Regions from separate parts of the Mus musculus genome. Here region 1 is linked to region 2. A link is a contact called in public HiChIP or PLAC-seq data. All regions are on one chromosome and are shown on one strand. The core of a region is the stretch at or near the end of the contact, and the rest is flanking DNA. Distances in the headings are between cores, read along the strand shown. Region 1 has its middle 100 kb from the start of Gm40816. Region 2 overlaps Gm40816 (a long non-coding RNA gene).

Region 1 (4,704 bases), core at 2,198-4,697, 90 kb after region 2:
GGCAGAGGTGGGTCAGAACTTTTAACATCCTAGGTTCTAGTCCTTCCTTGTGGTGTGGCTCAGTGCTGCCCTACAGGTCCTTGTGGAGGACTCAGGACTCCAGACCTTCCATTTGCTCTGCTTCTGCTCTCAGTGAGCGGTAGCAGCTGCTCTATGACACATGCCTGCCATTATGTGCTTGTCTTACCTTATGTGCCATCTTAGCACACGCCGGAATATTGGGCCAACTGACCACAGACTGAAACCAATGAAGCTGTGAGTGGAAATCAGCCTTTCTGCCTGGTGAGCCAGTGTAAGTGCTGGCCAGGGAAACCTGAGGCATCTGAGATTGATCCCAGAACACACACTGGAAGAAAAGAATTGACTCTCAAAAGTTATCCTCTGACTTCCAAAAGCCTATTGGCACATGTGTGTGTGTGTGTGTGTGTGTGTGTGTGTGTATTTACTAAAAATAACTTTCAAAATAAGACTTTTTCCTTCATATGTTAATTATGAAGGTATTTTATTCTAGTGACAGAAACCTGACTACCACACCACCTCTCTCACGCTCTCAAGCACTCTTTCCATGAATTCAGATTTTTCATATATCTATTCCTTATTAAAGCTCTCCTCAGCTACAGCATTTGATAGGCTGAAGCAGGAAAATTATCATGAGCTCAAGGCTAGCCTGGACCACATAGTTTGAGTTTCAAAGCAAGATCCTATCTCAAAATAAAAAAAAAATCAAAAACAAAACAACAACAAATCCCCCTTCTCAGGAAGGAATTAGCCAGCAAACTTCCCCTGGTGGAATCTATTAGAGACAGAGGCCAAAATTAAAAGTAGAGTTCCCACACTTTAACAGCTATGCCATGGCTACTCATAGCTCATCCCCAAGTGACACACAGCGATATCTTAACCAAACATCCAGAGCCTGACTCCTAAGCCTGCCGAGTAAAACTCAGTACTTAACAACATGCCAAGGCACCAAACTATCTATCCAGAACGGACTCCTCCACATACCTGCCCACCACAAAATGGCCCATGCAATGAGGCCAAATCACTTATTTTTTTACCTGCTATCAGAGCTTTGGCTTTTCTCAGCCACTCTTCCCTTCGCTGGGAATTAGTCCACTGTTGCTCTTGCAGTTTGTTTGTTTTGAACAAAGAGAATGCAGATTTACTTTGGAAAAAATGAAAGAGAACTCCTGAGAACAGGAAGGGTTCCCAGGGAGGAATACCCTGTGTAGTGCAGTTCAGAAAATTTATCTTCATCTTTGACCCTTGTATTAGTTTATTTTCTTTACTGTAACCTTAAAGAGGGGAGGGTATATTTGGGCTTACAGTTCCAGAGTTGAGCTCATCACCATCAAAGTGGGAGGCATGGATGCAGGCAGGCACAACAGCAGGCACAGCAGCAGCAGGCACTGCTGAAAACACACATCTCAAACCTCAGTGCCTCTATGGCAGGCACTGCCCTTATCCTCTTGGCACAGCAGGTGACTGCCACAGTTTAAAATATTTCTGAGACTCGGTCTTTAAACCCAGGGCAAAGCTTCAGCCCACAGGAGCCAATGTTCATCTTGATGTAGAGGACAGTGAGCAGGCTGCAGAATGTTTTCAGTGAGGTACACTCAGTGTGGGTGAAATGGTAGGGGCCATACTCTTCAAGAAGAACTGACCCCCTCACCTCTATCCATGATATTCATATATATATATATATATATATATATATATATATATATATATATATATATATATACATATATATATATATAAAATGTTTTGCCTGTATGTATTTATGTATACTGCATATGGCCTTTAGAGACCAGAAGAGGACATATTATTTCCTAAAACTGGAATGACAGACTGTTGTGAGCCACCCTGTGCATGCTGGGAACCTGACATCAGCCCTCTGAAGAGCAGCCAGTGCTCTTAACCACTGGGCTATCTCTCCAGCACTCCCTCACTTTACTTTTTGACTCCCATGTCATTGGGTCATGATGTGTGATGTGGAGGAGAGGTCCTGAGCACGTGAAGAGAGAAATAGGAATTCAAAGGGAAAAGAGATTGTCAGAAGGACAGAAACTCAGTAAATGATCAAAGGCAATGAATGCCTCTAAGGTTCAGAGACATTTGCATCTGAAATGACTTACTAAGTTCTAGGCCCAACAGAAAAAAGACACACATTTAGGAATACTCTATAAAATTTCTTACCTGTTGAGCTAAAAAAAATTTATACAAGCTACCAGACAAAAAGAACAAGTGCATTACAGAAGAGTTAGATGGCTGCCAGCCTTTCTGTGTGGCAAGGGAAGCCAGCTGCTATAGAACTGCCCCCACCAACAGAAGAGGAGGCCTCACACTCAGCCAGGTCTGTCAGGTGAGAGAGTGATTTTGTGTGGATATGATATGGCTCAGGAAGTGTAGCATACACACTATACAGGAAGGGCCTCTGGCCAAGCAACACAGGAAGTGAGAGGAAAATCTGTATTTTCTGTTTTGAGACAGTGTGTCACAGTGCAGCCTTGGCTGGAGCTTGTTCTGTAGACCAAGCTGGCCTTGACCTCACAAAGTGATCCGCCTGCCTTGGCCTTGCAAGTGCTGGAACTAAAAACATGCACTATCACACCCAGCTAGAAAAAGCATAAGGTAACAAAGAAAGGAATAAATGTGAGAGCTAAGACTCAGGCATTCCACACCTGGATCTCACGGGTTAGAGCCTTGCTACACACCTGATTTATAATTATGGTGAGGAAGTTTTAAATGGCCCAGGATGATAGAGTCAGATCTGGCAGAACCTTAGAGACTGTCATTGCCTTTGATCATTTACTGAGTTTCTGTCCTTCTGACAATCTCTTTTCCCTTTGAATTCCTGTTTCTCTCTTCACGTGCTCAGGACCTCTCCTCCACATCTCACATCATGACCCAATGACATGGGAATCAAAAAGTAAAATGAGGGAGTACTGGAGAGATAGCCAGTATGTATATGATATTCATATATAATAAAAATAAATAGAAAAAAAAGGTCAAAAAGATGGAAGCAGCTGTGGAAGGACACACTGTAATCCCAGCACTTGGGAGGCTGCAGCAGAGGCATCACAGGGTCGACATGAACCTGGATGAAAAAAGGCTAACAACACACAGCACAGATCACCTGGGGCTGGACAGGAGTTCTGTCGAAGCTGTGTGACCCTAGGGCTGGCTCATTACCATCTCTGGGCCTGTTTCTTGAGATGAGTTGGAGAATGATCGTAGCTAAATCTTGCTCTAGCAAGAGCTAAGTGTACTAATACAGGCAAGGGATTTTGTTGGTGGTGGTTTGGTTTGAGAGTTTGGAGTTGTTGAGACAGAGTTTTGTTGATGTAGACCGGGATGACCTTGCCTTACTATTTTAGTCAGTGTTCTATTGTGAAGAGACACCATAACCATGGCAACTCTCAAAAAGGAAAGTATTTCCCTGGTGCTTGCTTACAGTTTCAGAGGTTTAGTCTGTTATCAGCATGGCAGGAAGCATGGTGGTACACAGGCAGACATGGAACTGAGAGTTCTATAACCAGATCCACAGGCAGCTTCTGAAATCTCCAAGCTCACCCTCAGTGACACACTTCCTCCAGCAAGGCTGTATCCCCCAATCCCTGTCAAATAGTGCTACTCCCTAATGACCAAACATTCAAATACAGGAGCCTACAGGGGACATTCTTATTCAAACCACCACAGCACCCAAGAATAACCTTCTGATCCTCCTGCCTGCCTGTGATCACAGACCCAGTGCCACTCAGTTTATGGAGTGCTGGTGACTGAACCCAAGGCTTTAAGCACAGTGACCAAGCAATCTACCAACTGAGCTACACCCTAGCTCTCAGACTGTGCCTTCTGGCCTCCAGCCTTCGAAGTTCCGTGGCTTACAAAAGCAACACTCTATTTCTTGTCACAATGAGGGCTATTCATGAGTTGGCTTTGCTTCTGTCTTGCACATTTCACATAGGACTTGAGAACTAGTCCTTGTAATTGAGGACAGTGTTATAGTTATCTCATAGCCATTATTTCTAAGGCTGGGAATGTGGTTTGTGGTAGAATGTTTGTCAAGCATGCATGAAGGACAGTTTTTATACCAGACTCATACTTTTTTTTCCCTGAAACTAAAACCATGATATTCTAATTAAAAACTTAGATTAGTTCAAAAAACTTGTATTAAGGTTCTCTAGAGGATCAGAACTAATCGAGTGGCCTAAAGGGCTTTTTTGAGTTGGCTTATAGAATAAGGGTGAGGTGGTCCTATAAGGGCTGTGTACATGCTGGAGAGACAAAGAGCCCAGTGGCTGCTCAGACTAAAAGTCTGAGTTCCAAGACAAGGCTAAAGGCTCAGGAGCTTCCCAGAGCTGAAAGGGTGGAGTCTAACATCGGTGGCCACCGCAACAGTGACAGGCTAGGCTCACTGCCTCTACTGGAGAAAGGGCTCACTGTTTTCTTCCTCCAGTTCCCCTTTATCCCAGCTCACAGTCCACTGGACAGTGCTGCTCACATTCATCGTAAGTCTCTCCCCACAAACATACTCAGAGGTGCATTTCTACAGAACCTTGATAGCTTTTAATCTAGTCAAGTTGACGATCAAAATCAAGCATCCCGGAACCCATGGACAAAGAAGAAACATGGATCAGCAATTTGGGCAATGGGAGGAAGAAAGACCTTAAAATATAGCACAGAATTATAAAAAAAAAATAA
Region 2 (4,958 bases), core at 2,094-4,593:
CCCACCTAAGCTTAGGAATTTGTCTATGGCAGCAGGAGAAAATGGTCTCCAAGCCGGGGTGGGGGTGGGGGGGTGGGGGGGGTGGGGGGGTGTGGGGGTGGGGAGGGGGAAGGAGTCACTCAAGGATTAGAAGTCCTAGAATGAGGGTCAGTGAAAAGACCAATCATAAAGACTGAATGTCTCCATCCTCAAGGGCAGCACAGAAGTGGCTTTGAGCTCAAGAACTCTCCCCTGGGACCATGGGGACATTTACTCTGACCAGTGGGGGAGTGGAGCTTACCTGTTTTCCAAAGTGGGCTAGTGGGTGATGGCTCTTCATGTGGTAGCAGGGGGGATATGAACCTGCAGAATTTCTAAGTCTGAGTTACAGCACCAAATGTTGTGTTTTATAAAAAGTTAGAAAGGGGAGGAATATGTTTGGTGGATGTGCAGTCGGGTATGGGGAAAGAAAGGGATGCTTCAACCAGCCCATGCTGAGGCATCCCTTCCCCCCCTCCCCCCCAGGGACCAGCCACATGATGGTATAGTACAGAGTTTATTCAGGGATGGGGAGTGGAGTTGAGAGGGTAGTAGAGACAGAGAGGCAAACAGAGAAAGAGAGAGAGAGAGAGAAAGAGAGAGAGAGAGAGAGAGAGAGAGAAGGAATAGAGGCAGGCCATGAGCACATGGAGAGAGAAGGGAGAAGGGAATGGGGAGAGAGGCGAAGCAGGAGGGAGAGGACTGAGGGAGAGCAAGAAGGCAGGAGAAAGAGGAGGGGTCAAGCAGCCCATTTTATAGTGAGGCAGGCCAACCTGGCTATTGCCAGGTAGCTGTGGGGCGGAGCCTAGACAAAATGCTAACAGACTTCACCCTCTCTTGCTCTTTACATGCCTGTGTCCAGATATCCCCTTTTAATAATATTATTTATAATAGGGCCCACTCGAATTACCTCATTTTAACTTGATTACCTCTTTAACAATCTTATTTCCAAGTAAGACCTATTTTGAGAACAACACACTCTTTCTCTCCCCTCCAGAGAAAGATACAATTCAATCCATAATTCTGAGATAACACAGATACACTGAGTCCAGAACATAGCAGCAGGAAGCACAGTTAAAAAAGCAACAACAGGGCTGGTGAGATGGCTCAGTGGGTAAGAGCACCCGACTGCTCTTCCGAAGGTCCAGAGTTCAAATCCCAGCAACCACATGGTGGCTCACAACCATCTGTAATGAGATCTGACTCCCTCTTCTGGAATGTCTGAAGACAGCTACAGTGTATTTACATATAATAAATAAATAAATCTTAAAAAAAAAAAAAAAAGCAACAACAACAACAGAAAACTGAGGCAAGGCTTAGGCATCAGCAGTGGAGCCTGGTCAGCACAGTGAGGCATTGTGACAAGAGAAATGTGGAAAACAGCTTCACATTGAAGCTGAGTTTGGAAAAATAGCAAATTAAACTTCCTAGTGGATATTTTAAACTGTCACTGGTCTTAATTCTAGAATAATTCATCTTTAAAGAGCAATTATATCTTGATTTGAAGAGGCAGCAGGCTTGATAATTCTAAGTTTTGCTTTGATTCTTTTTCTACTGTTCTATTCAAGTAAAAAAAATACTGCTTTTTTCATGGAAATCGACATTCAGAATATGATCCTAGTTTTGCAAACTTGTATTTCTCCTACCTATGGAGTCCTACGTCCTGCTTCAAACACCGACCAGGGTTACCTGGGGGCACGGGGACTTAGAGGAGAGGGTTTTTCAACTTTGTTATACAATTCTGTATACTTGAACCCTTTGTTGCTTCGAACACACCTACAAAAAATCCATTCTCTCTCTCTCTCCCTTTCCCTCTTCCCCTTTCCCTCCCCTTCCCCCTGCCCCCTTCCCCTATCTATCCCCTCTCATTAGGAGGCACATTCGGTACTATAAGGGAGCCAGTCCAGGGGTTGGAGGCAGGGTTGGGGATGCTGTGGCAGCAAACAAAAGACGTCAGCATTGTCAGGAGAATGTTCTCACCAGGCTTCTATCCCACCAAGTTGTGACAGAAGTGTCCTTTAACTACAGGTGTCACCTCATCCACTCAATAACAGTCACACTTGACCCCTGAAGATCCACACAGTCTCCAAGGTCAGAAGAAAGAGGCAGAGTTGCTAACTTTTGAGAAAATTTAGTATAAGCCAGACATGGTGAAACATACTGTCTTCCCAGCATCTAGGAGATTGAGGTTGAGACAGGAGGATTAGAATTTTAAGGTCTTCCTGCATTACATAGTGAGTGTGAGAGTATCCTGAGCTACATGAGAAGCTAGAAAGAAAAGGAGATGGTGAGAAAAGGGGAAAGAAAAGGGGAGGAAAGAGGAAGAGGGAAGGGAAAGAGGGAAGGGGAAGGGAAGAGGGGCAGGGAGGGAAAGAGAAGAGGGAGAGGGGAGAGGAGGAGGAGAGGGGAGGAGAGAATAAGAGAGAGGAGGGAAGGAAGGGAAGGTGTGGAAAGGGGAGGGGAGGGGAGAGGGAAAAGGAGGGGAGGGAATGGGAAGACGGAAAGGGGGGAAGAAGGGAGGGGAGAGGAAGAAGGAAGGGAAAGGGAAGAGGAGGAAAGGGGAGAGGAGGAGAGGGGAGGAGAGAATAGGAGAGGGGAGGGAAGGAATGAAAGATGAAGGAAGGGGGGGAGAGGGAGAGGAAAGGGGAGGAGGACAGGGAAGAGGAGTGAAGGGAAGAGGCACGTGGCTACATAATGGTTATAGTGTTCAAATTTTACAGTTCCTCTTTTCTTGTCTGTCTGTTCCAGGTAGTGGGCAGGAAATACATATATGGTTACTTCTCTTCCTGTCATTTTGCCAGGAAGCAGGAGTTTTTGAGCCCAGCATGCAGACAGCTGGATTGCATAAAGCTGAGCACACTACAGAATGATGTGGCTTTAGATCTCTACTTCCTGAAATCTGTTGCCGGGACTTCCCTTCAACCTTTGTAACCTCACATACAGGCCGTTCTGACAGGAGACGTGGACTCAGGGTTAAGGGGATGAGCAGAGAAGCAATGCCAGGGAGGGCTGCCCAAGAACAGGTTCCTAACATGGGCAAGCCCTTCCTGTTGGCTGGGAGAGACTGGGTCTACAGGTGTGCACATGCTTAACAGTCTCGTGGCTCTGGGTTCAATCTCCAGAACTGTAAACGCCACGAAAGATCACAAAAAAAAAAAAAAAAAAACCAAAAAACCAAGATATGCACATTGTAGTCAGTACACAGATAGCGCCCCCACCAGAGCCCTCTTGTCACACTTTCACAGCCACAACCATTTCATCCTGCTCCCATCGATGCCTTACCTCTTGTAACCAGTACTGTGATTGTTGGTTTTAGGAGAGAGATGTTATTGTTTGATATGGGTGTGGGTGCACATGCCCATATGAGAGATACAAGTGGGTGTACAGAGAGGCCCATGTGGTACTCCAGAGTAGGCTTTTGTGTTTACTGCACCTCTGCCCCTATCTGATTGCTTTGAGACACTGTCTCACTGAACAAGAAGCTCACCATTTGGCTAGACTGGCTGGCCAGCAAGCTCTCCAGATCTGCCCACTCTGGCCCCAGTGCTGAGGTTATGAGCTCCTATTTACATGGGAGCTGGGTATTTAAACTCAAGTCTTTGTGGTTGCAAAGGGGGCATTCTTGCCCACTGACCCATCTTCCCAACTATATGAATCTGCTTTTGGTTAATTTTATTTCAAGAATGTCATATCTAAATAAAAAACATAACAAGATGCTATTAAATGGTATAATACAGGAAGCACTCTTTGGGTGTGTTTTTCCCTTAGATGAACAGTTTGTTTAGCCCTTTACCTGGAAAGGCTTTCTTTCTCTAGCATCCTATCCTGCCATATGTGGTTATTACTTCTGGTAATGACTTATAAACATACTGCATTGACCAATTCAATTAGCTTCTCTGATCTTAATTTACTAGAATCCTTTTACTCTTAAGTTTCATAAGCACCATCATGAATACTCTTCATCAGGAAAATCTGGGGCTGATGAGATGGCTCAAGGGATTAAGGCACTTGCTGCAAAGTGTGGAGACCTGAGTTCAGTCCCCAGGACCCACCTGGTAAAAGAGAACTGATTCCCATAAGTTGTCCTCTGACCTCTACATGTAAATTGTGGTGTACCTCTCTCCAAATGCCCCAAAATAAATGTATGTTTAAAAAAAATAAAGAAGAGTCTAGCTCATGGTTTCCTATCCCCTGGGCACGCCTTAGCTTAACATTATAAAATTTAGACTTGGGCTTTCTCTCTGCCCTTGCTAGCATTGCTGAGGATGGCGTATACCGGCTAAGTGTGCAGGAATGGTGAGGCGGACAGGGTTTATTCACACAGAACAGAATCCTGTTGGAGAGTCTAACTAAAGCACTATCAGGCCTTTGGTGTTTTGAACAGTAGCTAGTGGTGTTCTGTGCACAATTTTACTGTATAATTTTCTATGCATACTGTGATATCTGATCAAAGTTTGAGTCTGAGATGCCACATATTTAGACAATCTTAAATTACTTTCATTGTTTTACAGCTTAGTTGAATTTTAATCTTGTTGAAATTTGTCCTTAAACATACTTTACAGTGAGTGGAAGGGTGCCAGGAGCATCATTCATTATAGCTACTCATGTTGCTATAGTGGCTGGAATGACATTTACCAACTACAAATATAACTTATGAAAGTTATAATAAATAAAGTAAACTTTTGCTTATTGCTTGATTTTTTTTAATTAAAAGACTTCTTGTGTCTGAGTACATGCGTGTATTGAGCACACGAATATACATGACGTGGGGGTGAGGTTCACATGGGGAGGCCAGAGGACGACTCTAGGTGGGTTCTTTCCTTCCACCTTTGTGTGGTTCTGTGCATCAGTCAGCAAGCACCTTTACCAGCTGAGCATCTTGCTGGAGCATATTGCTTGATTTTTTACCTGTGGCTGTGGCAAAGCATTTCAAGGTACAT

Evidence for each region. HiChIP or PLAC-seq counts read pairs in DNA pulled down with a chosen protein or histone mark.
Region 1: a contact with region 2 is called in an H3K4me3 HiChIP or PLAC-seq map of the SCID.adh cell line, with 13 read pairs. The contact joins two enhancer-like sites. A contact is called at or near these places in 2 of 484 Hi-C or Micro-C datasets (embryonic stem cells and germinal center B cells), 3 of 115 datasets of contacts at active chromatin or transcription factors (CD8 T cells, the SCID.adh cell line and embryonic stem cells) and 1 of 9 other capture datasets (embryonic stem cells).

The regions. Positions count from the first base shown.
Region 1 is chr11:22,752,899-22,757,602 of GRCm38.p6, forward strand. No RefSeq gene overlaps it. Among named protein-coding and RNA genes, the nearest start is that of Gm40816, 100 kb to the left of the region's middle. Within about 2 kb of position 3,448, at least 24 of the 459 cell types and tissues checked have an H3K27ac peak or open chromatin away from gene starts, as enhancers often do. A contact at or near this core is called in the SCID.adh cell line, where this site is marked.
Region 2 is chr11:22,663,333-22,668,290 of GRCm38.p6, forward strand. Gm40816 (a long non-coding RNA gene) reads left to right here. Exons shown (of 3, transcript XR_872306.2): 3 at 2,767-3,192. Among named protein-coding and RNA genes, the nearest start is that of Gm40816, 12 kb to the left of the region's middle. Within about 2 kb of position 3,344, at least 67 of the 459 cell types and tissues checked have an H3K27ac peak or open chromatin away from gene starts, as enhancers often do. A contact at or near this core is called in the SCID.adh cell line, where this site is marked.